Linked DNA regions of Mus musculus: regions 2 and 3 are each linked to region 1. The links are chromatin contacts, called in public HiChIP or PLAC-seq maps. All regions are on one chromosome and are shown on one strand. The core of a region is the stretch at or near the end of the contact, and the rest is flanking DNA. Distances in the headings are between cores, read along the strand shown.

The links. HiChIP or PLAC-seq counts read pairs in DNA pulled down with a chosen protein or histone mark.
Region 2: a contact with region 1 is called in a BATF HiChIP or PLAC-seq map of CD8 T cells, with 10 read pairs. The contact joins two enhancer-like sites. A contact is called at or near these places in 1 of 484 Hi-C or Micro-C datasets (bone marrow-derived macrophages), 1 of 115 datasets of contacts at active chromatin or transcription factors (CD8 T cells) and 2 of 9 other capture datasets (adipose tissue and liver).
Region 3: a BATF HiChIP or PLAC-seq map of CD8 T cells shows a contact between it and region 1, with 5 read pairs. The contact joins two enhancer-like sites. A contact is called at or near these places in 1 of 484 Hi-C or Micro-C datasets (bone marrow-derived macrophages) and 2 of 115 datasets of contacts at active chromatin or transcription factors (CD8 T cells and embryonic fibroblasts).

What each region holds. Positions count from the first base shown.
Region 1 is chr13:93,897,307-93,900,006 of GRCm38.p6, reverse strand. The region is part of intron 6 of Arsb (arylsulfatase B); the gene reads right to left. Among named protein-coding and RNA genes, the nearest start is that of Mir5624, 110 kb to the right of the region's middle. Within about 2 kb of position 1,281, at least 85 of the 459 cell types and tissues checked have an H3K27ac peak or open chromatin away from gene starts, as enhancers often do. A contact at or near this core is called in CD8 T cells, bone marrow-derived macrophages and embryonic fibroblasts, where this site is marked.
Region 2 is chr13:94,115,474-94,118,173 of GRCm38.p6, reverse strand. All of the region lies in intron 1 of Lhfpl2 (lipoma HMGIC fusion partner-like 2), which reads right to left. Among named protein-coding and RNA genes, the nearest start is that of Lhfpl2, 59 kb to the right of the region's middle. Within about 2 kb of position 1,368, at least 142 of the 459 cell types and tissues checked have an H3K27ac peak or open chromatin away from gene starts, as enhancers often do. A contact at or near this core is called in CD8 T cells and bone marrow-derived macrophages, where this site is marked.
Region 3 is chr13:94,153,236-94,155,935 of GRCm38.p6, reverse strand. The region is part of intron 2 of Lhfpl2 (lipoma HMGIC fusion partner-like 2); the gene reads right to left. Among named protein-coding and RNA genes, the nearest start is that of Lhfpl2, 97 kb to the right of the region's middle. Within about 2 kb of position 1,280, at least 106 of the 459 cell types and tissues checked have an H3K27ac peak or open chromatin away from gene starts, as enhancers often do. A contact at or near this core is called in CD8 T cells, bone marrow-derived macrophages and embryonic fibroblasts, where this site is marked.

The DNA of each region.
Region 1 (2,700 bases), core at 32-2,531:
GAAACCCTGGTGACTAGCTTTGGGAAATGTACAAGGTGGCTTCTGAGATGGAGCCAGGACATTCAGAGATCTTGGTAGCCTGTAGGGGTTGCTGTGGTTAAAAGGAATGGCCTCCTGAAACTTGACCCCCAAGGTACTGAGAGGTAGGGTCACAAGGTGGAATGATTTAGTTCCTCCACCATGAATAGGATGGACAGGCTTAGTTAGTGCCCTCACAAAAAGACCTGAGGAAGAGAGATACTTCCCTTTTTCACCTTTGCCCTTCTGACCCCATTTGCCTTAAGACATCACAGCCAAGGGAAACCATTTTTGACTTGGAGATTAAGCCCATTATAGACACTACATCTGCAGATACCTTGACCTTGGGCTTCTTGGCCTCCACAACTGTGAACAATAAATGTCTGATATTTATGAGGTGTTTGACCCGTGGTATTTTGTTATAGCAGCAGGAATGGATTAAGACAGGTATGCAGGAAGAGGGCTAGCTGTGGTGAAAAGGAATAGGCCCACATGCTTAAGGATTCAGCCAAATGATCCTGTGCATGACTGGCTGAATGGACCACTGGCTCTGCTGCAGGTCAGAGGAGGAAGATCCTAACAGCGGCGGTCTTGGCATCCTTGACACTTCATGTAGATGATGCTCTGTTAGGGAGCTGATGTATACATTGTGATTGTCAGTATCCTTGGTCTCTACCCATTTGTAACTACCAAAAAGCTTTCTAGAAGTCACCAAGTCTCCCCCAGAGGCAAAGCAGCCCCCATAGAAAGTCACTAATCTCTACTTACTGAACTAAGGCATATGGCAAACAAAAACAAAGCAAAACATTTCATATGAAACCAAGTATATGGGGGAAAAGCAGCACACATGTATACAATTCCACATGCCTATATTGTTTAAATGAGTAACTGAAGGATTCTGAAAGGGCAAATTAAACCCGTTAGCACTGGCACCCAGCTGGGGTCATGGGGAACTCGGGCTTTGTCCATACTGCTTGGTTCAAAAGAAAAAAAGGAAGGAAGGAAGGAAGGAAGGAAGGAAGGAAGGAAGAAAAAAGGAAGGAAGAAATGTCCTCAAGGTTAAAATTAGTTAATCAGTGGAAACTGAAGATATGGGGAAAGCATGTGTTCAGAGGTACAAATGATGCAGAATTAAAAGCAGGAACTTTTAGGGTGTAGGAAAACAGCACTGCTAAATTAAGTCAAGTTCTGCGTGTGCACTGTGAGAAGGGGCTGAGTCACTTTCAAAATGCCCGTACTCACAAGTTCACAGTTCCAGCCACAGTTAAACACTGGAGTTTTTCTGACGCATGTTTCTTTCATTTTGCAGCGCTGTGGTATGTGTACAGCTTTCTGTGAGGACAGCGCTGATGCCACTGTGGGAACTGTCACTCTGCAGAGGTGGCAGGACCTGAGAGTGAGCGCTTGACTTTGAGTGTATGCGGTCTGCCCTAGCCGGGTACACTGTAGGAACGGATCTGTTTTTCATTAATTTGTTTGTCATTTTCCTCCACGATCTGGGGAACATTTATTTTCCCTGAAGCAAAAGGATCTGAAATGTCAGAGGTTTTTCTTGGTTCTGCTAGGGGAATGGGTTGTTGAGCAGAAGAAATTTGTCTTGTGGAAGGAGGCATTTTGTGACCTTTTGCCATCGTGCAGCGATAATGAGTTTTCTGACAAACCTGGAAACCTTGGGTTTCTTTGTTAAAATGATAAGCTTTGAGGAATAACTTTGACCTAGACCTTTGTAGAATTAATCAAATACAGATTTTGGAAAAATTGATGAGTTTGGTCTTTATCAAGACACTCTAATTTATTACTGTCACTGAGGCAGTTTACAGATCTATACTATGTAGAGAAATCAAACGATTAACTCCAGCCCCAAGGCTCTGAGCAGAGTTCCCACACTTATGGGGGTGGGGGAGGGGAGGAGAGGAGAGGGGAGGGGAGGGGAGGGAAGGGAAGGGAAGGGGAGGGGAGGGGAGGAGAGGGGAGGGGAGGGGAGGGGAGGGGAGAGGAGAGGAGGGGAGGGGAGAGGAGAGGAGTGGTGTCCAACCTGAGCACAGTATTGCTTTGTTTCCTTTCTCCTTTGTTCTTTCTTTCTAATGTTTAATTGTAAATAAAATACATCCAGTGAATTAGGTCAAAAGGATAATGAAAACTGTCTTCACACCTCCCTCACACTCAGAGACCATTATATACTTCTGTATATTCTAATTCCATTTGATTCCTCTATTATTTTTTATAAACTGACGCCAAATAGAAAACACTTTTACTTTTTATTGGACCAGAATGTTTGCCACTAATCTTTAAACACTCTGAGTAAAAAACACAGGAACAATCAATTCTCCCAGTTTCCCTCTGACTGTGGTTAAATGATGAGACCTGCTTCTTATATCCCAGGAAGTTGCCTTTATTTTTTCAGGAGATACAGAGACAGGCTCGCTGGTCCCAGAGACAGGATGAGCTCTTACGATGGAGCTGGGTGAGGATGCTCTTTGTCTTCTGAGATACAATGACAGATCAACAGGCAAAGGTTGCACAGAATGACCTGCCATGCCTTTTATAGAGGCAAAAGCTGGGGGCAGTCTCTTGGGCACACAGAGGCAGCACTTGCTTTTTCTATGCAATCTTTCTGGGAGTCCATAAGAGTTTGTCTGCACCCAACCTCAGCACTTCTATAAGATCAGAGGAGTTTCTGTG
Region 2 (2,700 bases), core at 119-2,618, 220 kb before region 1:
CTTAAGGTACTATTTTTATATTTGAACAATATGTTCTTTAAAAAACTAAAAACAGAAAAACACACAGAACACTAAAAACAGACTGTCACATAGCCTTCAAAAAATTCACAAAAGGTAATGAGGAACTAGGCATTAACTGCCCACCTGTTCTATGTCCTCCGTGGGAAGTCACTCCTTTGCTTCCCACAAGTGCCCAGCAAGAGGCACTAGTACAACCTCTATCTTCACAACGCGGAGCGGAATGGCAATGCTTCCAGAACCATCCGAAAGCCACACGACTCTGACGCAGCAGCATTAAGACTCAGCTCCAAACGTCTTAAGACATTTAATCCTAAGAATCTGCACAGGCAAGAGGAGGAAAGTTTAGCCTCCTTTTAAAGTGAAGGGAAATGCAATTCTGAGTAGTACCGCCCAGTCCTCCAAGTCACACTGCGGACTGGCAACAAGTCAGGCACCGGCCACCAGCTGGCGGTGGCGGGTGCTGGCTCTCCAGCAGCTGACCTTTGGTACAGATTCTATGAATGAAGATGTAACTCTGTGTGGTGATTATTTGATACCTTTGCTCACTGGAAAGACCCTCCCCTCCCCCGAAGCCCTCACACCAATGAACACTCTGCTATGTCACCAAGTTTTTCACTGTCCCATATGCAACTGTCTTACACTTAATGGCTGTTAAACACACAGGTGCATTAAAAAAAAAAGTGAAAATATCTGTCTTCATTAGTGACCATTCTTTCACCTACATTTTTACATATTATTGGTCTGGTTGACCATTTAAACTATTTATAGCCCAATAAATGTAGGCACTGTTTATCCCAGAAGGCATCCTAAGTGCCATGAAAACCATGGCGGCTATTCTCATTAAGCAGTAAAAGGTTGGTACTTCCATTCATCTCCATCCACGGCTCCCTGTTCTACTTCCGGGCATCAGGAGGGAGAAACAACAGCTGTCCTTTGTGCCCATGCACAACATTCCTGTGACAGGCACCGGTCTCACTGGCCGTAGTGAATAGTGAGAAACAGGAAACAGCCGTAAGACCCCTTTCTCAGTTACAGATTGCTACAACTTGAAATGCCCCAATCTGAACTGCTTCACATTACTCTGTAAAGTAGAAGCAAAGAGTGAAAACCGCCTGGGCAGTTAGTTACAAGGATACATTTCGGGCAGTTACAAAGATACATTTCAGCCTAGTGAAAAAGGAACTCAGTAAGAAACAGAGCTGCCCACAGCAGTCTGGTGGTTTGTCTCAGAGGCGGTTAGGACCCAGCTGTTCATGATCACAAAAGCCACAGAGAGGGAGAGTCTGAGTAATTGTCCTTGAACAGGGAGCCTTTTCCTGAAACCTGAGCAAGGGTGGGCGGGTGTTCCCCAGGCGATCTTCAGAGCTAAGTCCAGTGCAGTTTCTCTTCTGAGCCACGCTATGCATAAAAGAGGACTGGAGCGTGGGTGAAGGTATACCTCATTTATTATTCTCACTTCTCCGGATAGAAAGCTGAGCAGTTTAAACTGAGTCACATAATCATTACCTACAACAATCTGTGCTTTGAAATAGTATATCCTCCATATCTTTAAATCTCTGTGTGTACGAGCATGCCTGTGTGTGTGTGTGTGTGTGTTTGTGTACATGTGTGACTGTGTGTATGTGTGTGTGTGTGTGTGTGTATGTGTGTGTGCCTCTGTGTGTGCTTCTGCATGTGTCACAAGACCTGTGTGGAAGACCCAAAACAACTTCAGAGGTTGGTCCCCATCTTCCACTCTGACACAGCTCATGTCCACTAGCTGACCTGTACAATGTCTCCACCACCCATGTCCCAAAGGGAGGCAGGATTATAGATGTGCATTGTCATGCCTGGCTTTCCATGGGTTCTAGGGATGTGAAGTCAGGTTCTCACACTGGCATGGCATGAGCTTTGCCCACTGACCCACCCCACTACCCGCCACCTCCCTCCCCCCTCATCTCCGTAACCATCGATCTAGAACTTCAAGCCTAGACAATTTTAAGTCAGCTGATTCGTCAACACTCAGGATATGATACTTTGAACCCCCACACATGGTGGACCTAAAGCTGGAGGTGAATCTTAAATGAGTAGCTAACATGAACAGTGCTGCAGCACTCTAGCGACCTCCCTTCCTCCCTTACAAAGAAGGGCTCATTTTATTCCCAGTGGGACTGTTCTTTAAGGTTCTGTTTATACCAGTCAACTCCAGGGATAATTATCCAAGTCTACTTTACTGTGCTTTGTTGGTAAAACAAAGGCTTGGAGAGGTTTCTCCACGTTTTAAGGGCAACTCAGCAAAACAAACACAGAGAGCAGTGGCCCAGTTCTGCGTCCAAAGCATAAACTGTGGCTCACAGACCAGCCTGGTAGTTATGAGAGTAGCAGGAGTCACCGGAGTCTGTTCTCTGCCTGTCTCCAACAACCTGCAGGATTTTCATGAAAAGGCATCAAAGTGTCAAGTGTCAGGGACCTGTCCACCAAACCCAGCAGGTGGCAGGCTGCCAAGGGCTGGCTGTGCTCACTTAAGTGAAGTGAAATGCTGGGACCGGGAACCTCCACAGGGCTGGCTGCCCTGCCACTCAGGCTCAGCACTGTGTGACTCAGTTTCTAGACCTCGTGGACTCCAGGTCAAATCTGAAAATCAGAAACACTTCCTTTTATTCTTAGGGACTGGAAAACTCCTGGCTCCAACATGAAAAT
Region 3 (2,700 bases), core at 31-2,530, 260 kb before region 1:
TTTGGTAGACCATGTCCTCTGCCTAGAAATGAGCAAACTAGGCAAGGTTCCTTGTTCATCGTCTGGGGCCCTGCCAGGAATGACGGCTTTTAGCTGTTACTTCATTCATACCAAAACAGTGAAAAATGATTGCCAATTTTTCAAATTTTAACATTATGAGCCTCTAGCCTATCAAAAGGGAGACCACACCACCTCTGATCCCCACCCCCTTAACCCAGCTTGGACATCAGTTACTCAGTAGCTCACTGAACTGCCCAGAGAACACAGTCCAAGGGATGGGCTCTGCAATGGTGGCCCATGGCATCCAAGACCATCCATCCCTGCCTTCTCTGCCTTCTCAGCCCTCACAAGCCTCTCTTCTTTCTCGAACCTGAAGCTGCCAGAAGTTTCCATCTCTGAACCACATGGTTAGTCCAAAAGTGGGCAGCTCCTCCAGGTAACTGCGCCCTTAGACACACAGAGAACACTACTAAAATGTTTTTAAACCAATGTGTTTGCTATGAGCAATTAGCTATGAAACTCTACCTGCTGTGGGCTTCCCTTCCAAGGTAGAGTCCATTGGTTCAACCCTCTTCCCACACTTCCAGTTTTCCAGACTGTCCTAAGTGCTAAACCCCTCACAGCCTCCAGCACCTGCTGTTATCATGTGTCAAAAACGGGGAGGTGAAGTGCTAGGCATATAAGTATATCGATAAATACTGGCCATTCTCTCCCAAGATACAGCATCCCTTTCTTAGATGCTGATAAATACTGACAACCAAGATACTCACATTTCAGCCAGTTCAGCACTAACCAATGATGACACACTTCTCAAAAACTCATTCTCTGGCTGGAAGCAACCAAGCTCCCATTGGCTGGCAGAGGCCTGCATAGAGGCAAGTACCTCTGTTCTTTAAAATTAAGTGTTTGCCAGTATCAACACCTGGAATTCTGCAGCAGGTGTCTTCATAAAACTGAGAGAGGCCTTTACTGGTGACCTCATCCTATAGCACGGCACCCCTGTGACAGGCCCGAATAAATGTGAACGGCAGCACTGTTCCCTGAAGCAGAGAGCCGCAGGCTGTCTCTGGAGGGCTCGCCCATCTCTGTGGCAATGGAGGTTAGGTCAGCATGAAGCTAGGCCATGCAGGAAAAGCTCTTGGAAAGAGAAGGCCCTAATGTGAAGACTCAGATGGAAGAACTTGTGAGACAAATGGCTGAACTTTTGCAATGCTAGAGTCCCAGGAAGAGAGGTCATCTGACAACATGAATCATGAATTTGCAAAACACAAGGGTTTATAAACGCATCGCGGTGTGAGTCATAGCCACAAACCGTTGATCTCTGGACGTCTTTGCAAACCCAGCCTCGTGAATGTAGCAGCGCTTCCAAAACCTCTAGTCATTCATTTCAATACTAGCTCACTGAACAATTTGATTTAAGACGTTACAAAAGTTAGGCCAGATGAGGTGGGGGCACATCTGGAATCCCAGCACTCTAGAGGCAGAGGCAGAAGCAGGCAAGTTTCAGTGAGTTTCAGGCCAACTGGGACCACATAGTGATCTCCTTCCCGAAAAAAAAAAAAAAAGTGTCAAAAATAAAAACAAACAAACAAAACACACAAAATTTACTAGTGAAGAAAAGAAAACACACTAACTGACACAAGTGAGAGTCACTTTCCCCAGGACAGCTTAAGTCATCACACAGACTATTTTTAATATACTATTCAAGGGCAATCCAGCATAAAACTAAACACCATGGGAGGTACAAGGTTGCCAGGACTAGAAACAATTTTAGCAATAATTTAGAAATGTATTGGAATTGTAAAACATATGCTTCTCTGAATTAAAGGTTATGAAAAAAATCCACACCCAGTCTCTAATAATCCTATCGGAGGCTATTTTTGGTGTCTTTTGGTAGCTATTTTGGTTCTTCAACGTGTTCAGTAAGTGGGCCACAGGAAGTCAAGGCTGCCCATGACTGCCCATTCTAAGGAGTCCATGTGTGTGTGGCACGGGGAGGCAGGCAGACACCTCCCTGCCTACACCATTTTCATGTTTATTCATTTCCTAACACGGCTCTCTGATGTAGTAAGATTATCAGCTCTCAGTTCTACCACAACTAAGCAGGTGTTCTGAGTCAGGGTCGCCCCTACAAGTTTCCTACTCCATGGCTACTTACCCTGAAGCTCCTATGTCAGACTTTACTGTTACTTTCATAGCACGAACCTCAAACTGACCACAGGACTTAGACCACACAAACTCACCCTTGGTCACTGACAGCGAGGCATCTGCCTAGAATCCCATGGGCAAACACAGTCCTTTCCTTAGCGTGGAGTTTGCTTTCAGTTAACTGTGGTCAATCATGGTCTGAAAGTCTTACATCGAAAGTTCCAGAAATAATCCCAAGTAGACGGAATGGTGTACCACTTTACTCTGTCCCCACCAGGAAGTGGGTCTTCCTTTGTTCGGCATATATACGCTGTATGTGGTGCCTTTCTGATATGTATACAATGTAACATTGAGAGAAAAAGAGACCGAACGCACACTCACGTGATTTTCATTATGATGTCCCTCTAACTGTTCTATTTGATTATTCGTTATTATTATTATTAACTTTTCCCTGTACCTGATTTGTAAAGTAAATACATCATATGTCTGTACACAGAAGAAAATGCAGAGTTCCACGTAGGTTTCGGTTCGATCTGAGCCTTCAGACATTCG